Regions from separate parts of the Drosophila melanogaster genome. Here region 2 is linked to region 1. Evidence: chromatin contacts called from public Hi-C data. All regions are on one chromosome and are shown on one strand. The core of a region is the stretch at or near the end of the contact, and the rest is flanking DNA. Distances in the headings are between cores, read along the strand shown. Region 1 holds the start of lncRNA:Irar (Insulin receptor-associated lncRNA). Region 2 holds the start of glec (gliolectin).

Region 1 (6,056 bases), core at 1,208-3,707:
CATTTAAATTTAGCCGCGGCGATCATCTAATGGCCTCGTCCGTACACAAAAGCTGCCCATCCCGCTCGCACCTCCGCCCGGCGGTACCGGTCACGGCAATCTGATGCTGATGCTGCTTCGCTGTGGCTCGGCGTGGTGTGGATGGTCTGGTGTCTGATCGTCTGCCCTGCACTTTTTACACTCGAAAAATCTTGGTGCTCATTGCTGTAAAATTATTAAGTTCCCCAAATTCGGAGTTTTTCTTTAGCTTCTAACTATTCGTAGTATTTGATGAAATTTGGTTGGTCAAAGGCTCTTATAATTGGATAAAAAATTATATATATTATATTATATGAAGATCCGTATCTGTATCTAGATGTTGGTAGCTCCTAAATCGGATAGATTATTAAAATTACACCGCTTCAATATATTTGAATAAGTCCTTTATACATTTTTTGGGTATTATAAATGTGTTGCCTTAGATATTTGAAGGATGCTTCTTTGCAAGTGCATGGCACACTGTTTTGTCCGTCCGTTAGTTCGCCTGTCCGTCCGTCTGTCCATTGTCTCCGTCTCTATCTCCACCGATGTTCTTCTCTGTCTGCGTGTCACCCGACTGTCTCGCCCAAATGTCATCGCTGCACTAGCTCGCTGCGGCGCTCTTTTCGCGTTGCACTGTTGTTGTGCCCGACGCTTGATGTGGCATAAAAAGTGTGATCGATGTAAATCTGGTGGTTCAGCTGTCGCTAGCATTTGCTTTCCCCGTGCGGATCTTGTGATTATATTTTTATAGGCAAGGATATGTAGTGGAAAAAGGGGTGGGGGGGTGTCAACCCATTGAACCCACCACATTGCGCTCCAGTTCACCACACTCCAGTAGCTCCCTCTCGCTCTAATCTGATTTGTGGAATCAAACAACTGTAAACCCAGGCTTTGGGCTCTTTCTCCGTCCTTTCTCCACCTCCTACTTCCATCGCAGATTCTCCGGATTGTTCGGCTTCTTCTTGCGGTTGGCTTAAAAATGCGTGCGTGTGGCTTTTTTTGTGCGTGATCTTTGTCGCATTGAGCTACTTTACGGATTTGCCTTTGTTATCGATAGGTTCGCCCGTTCAACCCCTAAGATGTTTCGAAAAATATGGGGTACTTTAAAAATATTTGAAACCAATTTAAAATAAGAAATCAGCAACTTGGGGGAAATTAATTAAAATTAATTTTATGTAAAGAGGTGCAATAATTTAGTAATTATAATGACATTACAGTTTTAAGTTTATGCAAATTCATCAATAGTTTTTGTTGATAATCAGAAAATTATTCTGTTGATTGTTTATTTCGATTTTGTTGTTATTACACTAATTGTTGTTTATTTGTGTTTTTACATTTACCAGACACTTCTAGTCGCTTAACTTTTTATTTTTTGCCTATGGTTCGTTTTGTATTTCTATTTCTTATTACGACTTTTGCGCTTTGTTGCTTTTCCCTATTTGTTTATTCAATTCCGCCACTGATACCGGTGTTTTTGTAGTTGTTTGTGCTATTACGTATTGTAAAATTGAAAGCGTCTTCTGTGTTTTTTTTTTTGTGTGCCCGCTGCCTATTTGTTGTCTAATTTATTTCTATTTCTACGCCTATATGGTATGTCCCCAGATTGAAAAACAAATTACCATAAGTGTCGTTTTGTAAGTGTTATGCATTAATTGTAATAGAAATATTGCTGTAACGCTCAAAAGCAAAAGCATCCACACAATTAGGAGATTTCTCCGCAGTAGTTGTGCTCTTCAAACCAGCAAAGTAATCAGTGCTCATCTCCCGAGAGAAAGGAGATGCATTAATTCTTCTTTTTCTTCTACGAGGAAATGCGAGAGTGCGGCTTTGTAGAAATCTTGCGAGAATCTTTTTTTAGTTTAAATCTTAGAAAACTGCAAAATTGATTTTATTATAGAGTTCCTAGAAAGCTTGGCAAACAATTGGATAGTCATAAATATTAAACACTTGACACAGCTTCTGAGAATCGGGTTTTAAGCATAAACATTTACATGGCTTCTGTGAAGTATAGTTTCTTGTAAATGTAAAATGTTGTGTTTTATCAAATAATGAATGGATGACGAATTAAAAATGGTTTTCTCTGTCGGTATAAAACTTCTGTGTTTAAATGTGGAAGAATATCGTTTACCGATTAAAAATAAAGTTATTTTCTTGAGTGGTTTTAAAATATGCACTGTTTTTTTTAATTATTGTTAATTTGTTTTCTTACCCTTTAAGCACATATCTATTTTGTAAAACAATTTTTTGTCTTTGTTTTCCTTTGGTCTTGCTAGTTTAGCTGCGTCTGTCTGTCTGCCTCGTCTCGTCGCGAATCTAGGTGTTTTTGTTGCTAATCTGGTTATTTACTGTACTCTAGTAGTTGCTCTTGTGTCTCTCGTTCTTGTTGTTTTTGCTCGGAACTGAACTGGAGCTTTGAGAATCGAGATTTCAGCTTCGAGAGACCGAGACTGAGACTGGATGGAAATGGAAACTACTGGCACTGTTTGGGCAGCTATTTCGAAACCGCTCTCGTTTCATTGTTGTTTGTATTATTATTACTCGTTTTGCTGTTGTTATTTGGCAGAAGCAAGGAATAAAGGAGAGGAGAAGAAGTAGCAGATGAAGGAAAAACAATATTGTGTCTTGTTTATTGCTTTATTTGCGGCGTTTTGCTCTTGATTAGGTTCTTTTGTGCCTCGCACTTTGCTTATGTAGTTCTCCCCATTCTGCTCCAGTGTGTTGTTATTGTCGCTGTCGTTGTTTTTGCCGCTGGCGCTTTCGCTTGCATGTGTTGGTGAGCGTATCTATGTTTGTAGCATTGGCGCACGGGCGGGCATAAGGTAAATGTGAAAACAATTTAAGCGGAACTTAATAGCTAAACAACCATTATAACTCGGCGGCCTTTTGTTGCTGTCTCTTGGCAATTTTTCAGACGCTTGTAAAAACATATTGCGTTCTATTTTGTGCTCAGGAGGCCTGCTGCGTTTTCTCTCCAAGCGCCTTGTAATACAGTTGACCTTCGGTAAAGGGTATAATTACTTGCAAGCAATTACCAGTTATAATCCATCAAAATCATAGTAAGATAATGCAAGTTAATACTCAAAATGTTTTCGACTTGTTCAAACTGTCCCATAGAAACTTTTCAAGTACAACTGAATTTGGCTAGAAAATGACACTTCTGAATGTTTAGCGGCGCAGTTATCTTTGTTGTTTCGGGGTTTCCCTTTGTTTTCCCTCACTTTTGTTTCGCCATGCACTTTTCCCCCGAGCTCAGACAATTGCGTCGTGCAGCGCGCCTTTTTGGCGCCCCACACAGACAAAGGCGCACGCACACACTCGCAGGCATTTCCGTTACGCTGTCGAAATCAAATCAAATTAATTCATTAAGCCAAATAAATGTTTAATAAATCATAACAAGAAAACAAAACAAAACCGAGAGCTCTGAGCTGTTAGCTGAGGGAGAACTGGCGAGTCGAGGCGCGGAGAAAACTCGAGCGAAAATCAGTCTGGCGCCTATTTTATGAACGGTTCAATAGCAAATGTCAAATTTGACAAGCGGCGAGCAGAAAAAAAACGCGGCAAGCAGGAAAGGAAACAGATGAGGGGGCGCACGAGCGAGAATCTCAACTGATAACATGCAAGAACGAAAATTTGTGGAAGGGGAAGGCGGTGGAAATCTTTTTCGGACGACGACCATAGCTTGTTATTAATTAGCTTGACTCTGTGACTGGCCCGTCAAAGTTGTGATTCAGCTCGAAAGATACAGCGAACAGCCGACAGATGGGAATAGATGAATGGGCTGGCGAAATGGAGGGGGTTTCATGGGTTGTATTGTGGTGTTCCCATTACCTACCGAAAAGGGGAATATTCATTCAACAAAAATGGGGAACATTTGTGGAGTGAGCTCTGGGCGATAAGGCGTCTGATAAGGTGAGCAAATATAGAACTTATTTACTCGCCGTCAATAGGTAAATACGGCAAAACCTCTCTAACCTGGACGTACATCTCAAAATGTACGTCTTGGATATATTGGAATTTAGTTAAATCTGATTCCATTTGAGGTAGTAGTCCACGCTAGCCAAGCTGTACTGTCGGTATGTGTGCCAACTTCAATTTCTGGCGGTCTTCGTGGGGGAAATCGGGGTCCCTGGGTGTGAATGAAATCGAATCCAATAAGTACGCGGACAAATTTACTCTACTCACGCCCGTTATTCCTACGTGCGTGTGTGTGAAATTCATTGATAACTTGAAAATGCCAAATCAAATAACTCACACATTCGCACGGCTACAAGCACACTGGGAAATATCTTGTGCAATGCATTCCAACAAAATAATTGGGCAATGGGGAGCGGAACGTATCATAAATAATAAAAGTGGGCAAATAAAGCGTTAGCCAACCTACATATGTACGTACAAACAAGTAGGAAGACTAAGTAAGGATCGGGAGGGGAAAATCCCCTGTCGAGATTAGGGAGGAAAGCTTATCAAATCGGAATTTATATGAAATGTTATTTCTGTTATTGCCGCTGACAATTATTGTTGTTTACTCACTTGCATACTACACACGCACACCTCGCTCACTCACTCACTCACTGACTTACACACACACTCACTCACACGAATCACGGGCGTCCGTCCGGGCACTTGAAAATGTCATTGCACACAGAGAGAAAAAAAGGCGCGCGCTAAATACTTCATTCACTTGATTCAAGCTGCTTGTCGTTGGCGTTGTTGTTGCTGCTGTTTACGCCACTGCATTCATTCACACATGTGCCGCACGAGAGCAGGAGAGCACGAGACGGAGAGAGAGGCCATGAGATTGGGCGAGCAAGCAGTGCAAGTACCATGGGATCGACAGTTGTTGCTTTTCGCGCCTTTCATTCAATAAAAACACGGCACATACCACACACACACACACACACACACACACACACACACACAGTCACACAATACACTTGTATCCAAACACAGTTGGGGAAAAAGTAATAGTAGTAACGGTTTAACTAAAGTCCCTTAAAGAACAGTCAATATTAAGTTTTGTAATTGTATATCATGCTGTAAATTAAAATCGTCATTTTATGGGATTACTCTTACAAGATAATATAATAAAAAAAAGGTTAAACCGGGATATTATTCTTTTGACAGTTGCTGTTGATTTAACCGCTGTGTATTTAACACTTTGATAAACAACAAAACCACAAAAATGTTGTATAAGCCCCAGTGGATTTTAGCTTGCCACAACCGCAAACTCAATAATAAGAATAAAACCAGACTGGAAAGGATCTTATCTGACCGGAACTGGCCGGCTCAAGGTCTTTATGTACTGACTCTCAATCCAGACGTTTTGATACTATAATTCATAAAATCGTTATTGGAAATGCGATTGCATTTTCCAACGGCTTTATTAACTCAAGATTATGAAAGGCGAGACACATTTCACGCGATTCAATTGAAAGGCAAAACTTGTTTTACTATTCGGTAATTTGAAATGGTTAACTGATCTTAATTAAAGTTAATTACTTACCCGTAATTGTAGGTTGTGGATGATATAAAAATAGCATGAATGAGAAAACAAGTGAAACTATAATTGATTTATAAAATAACAATAAGTAATAACAATATCTTTTTAAGTAGCAAGAGTAATAACAAGAAGTAAGAGTAAAAAAAAGTTACTAGTTACATATATGTAACTGATATAACTTAATGCTCATATGTACATACATATTTACATATTTAAAAAAAATGAATTCGTAATTATTATTATGTATTTATTAATTCTCATAAAAAAATTGGTTAGTCTGGCCAAATCAGTCAAGGCAGAACTAAAATAAATAGCAACAAACGCAAAATGTGCCAAAGTCCAATGAAAGTTCTATGTTGGCCAACCACATACGGTCTTTAACCATGTTTAGTGCCTTTACTAATTAATTGAAACCCTTTAATTGCGATCATGCAGATCAAGTGGCAACATCGTCATCTCCAAACTGAAAATGCTTTGAAAAAAATTATAAAGTAGTACCTTAGTTATTTTGGTTGATCATATTTAAAGGAAATGT
Region 2 (6,056 bases), core at 1,101-3,600, 260 kb before region 1:
AATGAGTTCATTTATTAATTAGACGAACGTGACGTCAGCACGGACGGAAAACGACGAAAACCTCGGTGTATCTCAAACTCCCTGCGTTACGTTCCGACACTAAAACAGCAGTTAACCTTATGCGCAGCGCGTGCGACAGTTCCATTGATCGGTTGCGTTGGCTCCTGGGTTCATTCATTTCATTATCATTCAATGGTTTCTGACCTTTTGAGCCGGGGTTACATGGTACGTGGCCCATAAACTAATTTCTGCCAGCCAGTCGGCGGAAAACAGCTTGAGTTTTTCGCAGACAAGATGCGTGCGGCGGAAGTGACGACGGAAAAGTAGCCCATCAGTAGACCCAGACACGTACCCAGAAAACATCTGAAAGATACAAATATACGCGACGACATGCATTCGACAGTGAAAAATCAGCGCAGCTACGAGATATTAAAAAAAAAACAAAGCTGAATCGCAGTTGTTGAAATGGTAGAATGGAAATCTCTTTTGAAACTTTCACACATTTCCAACTGCATTGTTACCCTCTCGAGTGCCACGTCATTATGTGGATTTTTTGGCGCGAGGGTTGGTTTTTGCACAGACCTACTCTGACACGACCTGTGCCACCGATCCACCCGATCCGATCCGATCCTATCCCATCCCATCCCATCCGATCCTCAACCCCTCATTCACCTCGCGAGCAGGTAGTTGCCAATCCGAATTGGACATCGCGCCAAAAAATATATGAGGAAGGGATATCAATCTTCTATACAGTAATCTCCGGAAACGCGAAACTTTTACTAAGAGTTGCTGAGATTTATTTAGTTCGATACATGAAAGTAATAAGTGAATAATCTGCAGTAATATATCTAGGAATATATTCAATTGGTATCCCTTCTAGAAACAATACATTTGTTTGTAAAGCAGATACTACATATGAAGATGATAAGAAAGAAAAACATTTATTCATTCTGGCGAAAATTCTTATAAAAGCTTATAAAGCCAATACAGACACCATCTGTATCCCTTTGCGAGGGCCCACTGTACGCCTGAAAACAATAATAAATCGCAATCCTTTGGGCGCGTCCTTTGTCCGGGGCACTCTTTAAAATGACTAATCGGTCAAAGAGCCAGACGAAATGGGCCTGAAGACTCCTCCGATTCGAGGTAACACCAGCTGCGCCTCCTAACCAACCACCAGTGGAGTGGGGGCCAGTTTATCGGTTCGGCTGACTCAGCATTATTGAAATTGAAATGACTTGTGGTCCACATTATTTACTACTACCAATACCACTACTACAACCTACTACCTCTATTTCTATGCGGTTTTCACTTTCGTTTGTTCGAGATACGCTTGAATTGCCGCCGCAGGCGCGAAAGTTGTTTATGATTTTTTGTTGACTATTTTGAATTTTTCGTATTCCTGTCGCTGGCAATTTGTTCTAGCCACGTCTGGCCGCCAATTAGGCCGTTTAATGCCGCATGAAGCCCGACTCGACCTTGAGTTAGGGCCCAAAACGCGCTAACATATCAGTTAGTTAGCGTTTAGCTCAGTATTTGTGCGAGGTAAATAGCAACGAGCCAGCAGTCCCTAGCATAACTAATTGTATTTACACGGCCTATAATTGGCACACAAAAAACGGATTCACTTTCCGTAATTGTTACATGTAAATATCGTAAGTATAAGATGAGCAACTGCATTATTCTGAGCTAGGAATCTCTATTTGCATGGGATACATTTAATAGTGAGGTGTGGCATTGTGTTTGAGGTACTGCATGTTGGCATCTCAAATTGGGTGTTATGATGTCATCGATTTAATTTATAAACTACTTGGAATTCATCATATGTTTGCTTGCAATGCAATTCAGTTTGATGGCCAACCTTGAGTAAAAAAAAAAATACGAACTTGGAGATATGATATTTTTCTTAATTTTAAATTTCTAAAATTTCACTTCAATTCATTTGAACATCAAGGAAGTAAATGTAATTTATGACGTCATCTCAGTAGCCAGAGATGTTCCCTACTCGCGCCACCTCTCAAAACTGCTGCAGTTAAAAGTGCAATAGCGGTGCTAGGAAACAATTTTTATGGAAATAAACATATATTATAAGCATATTGAATATTATAGCTTCGATGTATAATTTTTGAAATATTTTCTAGATCACTTTCAAGTATGTTTTTCTGTGCATTTCACCCTAATGTTAATGATACCCAAATGTAAGAGAGCGTAAAAATGCTGAAGAGAGTCACGAAAGAGCGCAGAGTGACCGTTTCGGCGGGCCAAAAGCGAAAGTAAAGCGTTATCGATGCGGGAGCAACTGGTCACACTGCGCCATATAAGCTATATAACTTGCTGAATCCCTGGTCTCTGCGCGATTCAGTCTTTGACTCTCCACCAATTCGGTCGCTTGCGTTTGCTCCAGCTGCGTTCTTTTCGCTCTCTTTGGCTCGCGTGAAAGTCGTAAAGTTCAGCTAGCTCTCTACGATACAGAAAAAGAAACGCATACAACAAATTCGCCAGCGATAGAAAACCGATTTAAACTGCAATTGCAATGCCTAAAATGCGTACGTGAGTTTCGCGCAGTGATCGCTGTGAAAGTTCAAGTGAAAGCGGAAAGAAGAAACAAAGCGAGAATACTTCAAAAGCAATAAACCAAAAAGTGCAAAAATACCTAAAGTTTAAACAAAGAAAACAAGTTATACAAAACCATAGCCATGTTGTGTCCGCCAATGGCCCTGGGCCCATTTCTCGCCGCCCCCGTGCCACGCCCACCGCCCAGCGCATCGGAGAAGAAGAGAATCTGTCGGAACCTATTCAATAACGCTCCCGGGGACTCGAATATCGATCAGCTGTTGGCCCAGGAGCAGCACACGCAGAGATTATACGTTAAGGAACGCTACGGATATGACATCCAGCTGGAATCTAATCGGGATGCGGATGCGAATACGGATGCGGATGCTGATACGGATGCCCATTGTCAGGTCCTGCGCGGAATGCGGTATCCGACCTCAAGGACGATATCCAGCACCGATGCCGATGAGTGCAATCCAAAGGCAGTCAGCCAAGCGCCGAGGGGCATGGCCCTGACTCCCGCCCAGATCTCCGCCAGCGCAAAGCTGATCCTTCAGAAATGCCCGGAAAGCGATCGCAAAAAAAGCAACGGCAGTGCGGATTTGGCCAACTGCACGCGACATGGCCAAAAGCCATATGCGAGGCAGCCACAAGGCCTCAAAGGTAGGTTTTTTTTTTCCATGATTTGCATGTTTTTGTTTCACCTGAAACGCTGGGTGCTTGCTCAAAATATACGAATAATGATTACTCTTTGGTTCCAAGTTATTAAGTTTAATATACTTTCAAGTTATTGTTAAATTTTCCCAAAGAATCAGAGCAGAATCAGAATATAGTGAAATCTCTAAAATTAAAAAAGTCTCCTTCGAATTATCTCATACATTTCCTCGGTTTTTGTACGTATGTTCTATTTACTAAGATCCCATGTACTTCTTATATAGATGATCCAATAAGCAGACACCTGATTTTAGTTGCATTTTCCGTTGTTCCTTCCTCTTGCAGTCTCTGCTTTGTGCTCGTCCTTTGCCACAGTCGTCACCCTTATAAAATTCCTCCCCTTAGTTGAAAAAAAAAACCACCCTTATTTTCTGATTTTCCTAATTTCGTTTTTCCCCTTCTGCGTCGATTCTTATTGTCACTTCTTTCCTACCAGTTTTTATTCTCTTTATTTTGGCTAGTTTTTCCGATTCTTTGTTCGTTCATTCACGTGCGTAGGGATTTATCTCTTTGGTTACTCGAAAGTGAATTGGGATACATTTACATATCTGATGAATAACAGAAAACTCAAAAAAGTATTATTGTTTGGCCCCATTGCTTAATCGAATTCGAATAAATTTCTCTAATTTCAAATAATTTGAAATAATAAATGTATTCAAAATCATTGTATTATGAAATTTTAAAGATTCAGTACAAGTTTCTACGACTATTGCCTTAAGTTTTAGCAACAAGACAAGGGACTATTAATGCAGTCCATTGTTATCTAATAATAGATTTAAGATGAACGCTATTAAAAAAAACTTACCAGTTTGTTTATATTAAGCATCACTTATGGACGTTCGACTGTACCTTTAATTTTTGGCTTATTATTATTGCTTTACTTTACGCTGATATTCCGCCGATAGCGTGGCATTCAGTGAGAGAGGGAGAGCTGGGAAGAAAGAGAGCTGGTCTCCAGTTTGTCTTTGGTTTGGCAGTGTGTCAAAGCGAAAAAGCTAAACAAAAAATAAAAACTGTTGAATAACAATCGCGCGCCAAAAATCTTTCCATATTTTGCGAAAAGAGATTGCAGCTGAAAAGTGAATATGAGATGAGTAAAATGCAAAGGCAATTAATTGAGAGGCCTCAATTAAATTTAAATCAACGCCTTCTGGTTTTCTTGATTGTTGTTTTTATTCCTGCTGCAGTTTCGACACAGAAAAAAAAAATAAATAAAAAAACAAAAAATGAGCTACACAGACCTGCGACTGTACATGAGTTCACTGTAGTTGTGTTAGTTAGTTGAAAAGGCCGCACCCACAACGACAAACGCAATCTCAACCAGAGGAAAACCACAGCTCTTATACGACGACGTCATCCCACTTCCACACAAACGCACGCACACTTATGCATTATCAAAGAAAGACGAGAGAGTCAGAGTCGTCGCTCTCTCTCTCTCTCTCTCTCTCTGTTTGTCTGCTGGTTTTTGGCGCGAACTTATTATTTTCGTGTTTATTTTTAGTCGTCTTCGCTGATAAGCTTTCTGCGTGTGCGAGTGTGTGTGCGTTATTATGCGTAGTAGTAACTACGCACGCACGTTGATGATGTTTTTCAAAAACTCGTCGTGAAGGTCACACACACCAACGAACGCAATTCGCGTAAGTACAGCAGCGCCAAATGTTGTGTTTTGTTGTACTGTGTGGCAGGTCCAAAAACGGGTCGAAAAGCGAAGCGAACAAAAACAAATCAATTAGACAAAAGTTCTGTTATCTCGGCCTTTATTCCTATCTTGTTTATATTCTTTTTTGCTATGTTTTGATCACCACTGTACTTTTACCACCCAGTTGGCGCGCTATAGGAAATGCATACATATTCCTATGATATGATAATTCATATTACGGTATTTTGCATATTTTTACTAACAATTTACAGCATCTTCATTATCATTTGCATGTGTGGATTTTTTACCACGTAAATTAAGTTTTCTAAGCGGTCTATTTGACTTTCGTGATTATGTTTTGCTTGGCCTTCTTCGCCACGCCCCAAAAATGTGTGTGATATTCCCCTAAATTTATGTTTTCTAATTATGCATTCAGAAACTCTCTTTTGGGCTCCCACATAAATATTTATAATGTGAGTTCTTTGTTTTCATCGCCGCCTCTCTCTCTACACACATTTCGTAAACAAAACGCGTTTTTTTTTTGTTGTGCAAGATGGAGCGAGACAGAGCTAGTTGGAGCTTCGTGCTTATAATGATAACGGTAAACGCACTACCGCCCTCACACTCCCCCTTTCTCTTTCTCAACACCTGCTTTTTACAATGGACTTGATCGCTTTGCCGTTTTTCCTTCCTTTCTGCTTCTTCTCCTCTGTTTCGCTTGACGTTCTTTGTCGCTGGCTTATAATTTTCTATAACTGTACATTTGATTATATCGCCAGAAGCAGCGCGACTCTTTGGCTGCCAGCCATTTCCATTCTCTTTCTCGGGGGGCTTCGAGTTTAAGGAACACGTTTGTATCGTCCAGAAAGTAGGCTTATTTCACTTGTTGCGCTTTTCGTTCCACTTTAATGGATACATTTGGCATAGAATCTTAACTGTATGTATTTATCTTGACTTCGAAATGATAAGTTTGCTTCGTAATAGCAAGATACTTTCGTTGGAATTCATAGTTCTATAATTCTAAATGAAGCACCTACATGATTTTTTAATTATAATAGACAAATTACTTTGCGAGTGTGTTTAAGTATTCGGTTATGTAAGCTAGACTTGGGGCCTTCATGTTTTTGCTGTTGTTCAGCTTTCCAGCTTT

What was found. Hi-C and Micro-C count contacts between places; a contact is called where the count stands out from the background.
Region 2: a contact with region 1 is called in a Hi-C map of the Kc167 cell line, with 6 times the contacts expected there. A contact is called at or near these places in 6 of 107 Hi-C or Micro-C datasets (the Kc167 cell line, the ML-DmBG3-c2 cell line, embryo and 1 more) and 1 of 7 datasets of targeted methods (the Kc167 cell line).

What each region holds. Positions count from the first base shown.
Region 1 is chr3R:21,588,751-21,594,806 of dm6, reverse strand. It overlaps lncRNA:Irar (Insulin receptor-associated lncRNA), which reads right to left and starts at 2,457. Exons shown (of 2, transcript NR_074039.1): 1 at 2,231-2,457; 2 at 1-1,095. The region is part of intron 2 of InR (Insulin-like receptor); the gene reads left to right.
Region 2 is chr3R:21,852,560-21,858,615 of dm6, reverse strand. It overlaps glec (gliolectin), which reads left to right and starts at 2,350. Exons shown (of 2, transcript NM_079719.3): 1 at 2,350-3,216. The coding sequence starts at 2,697.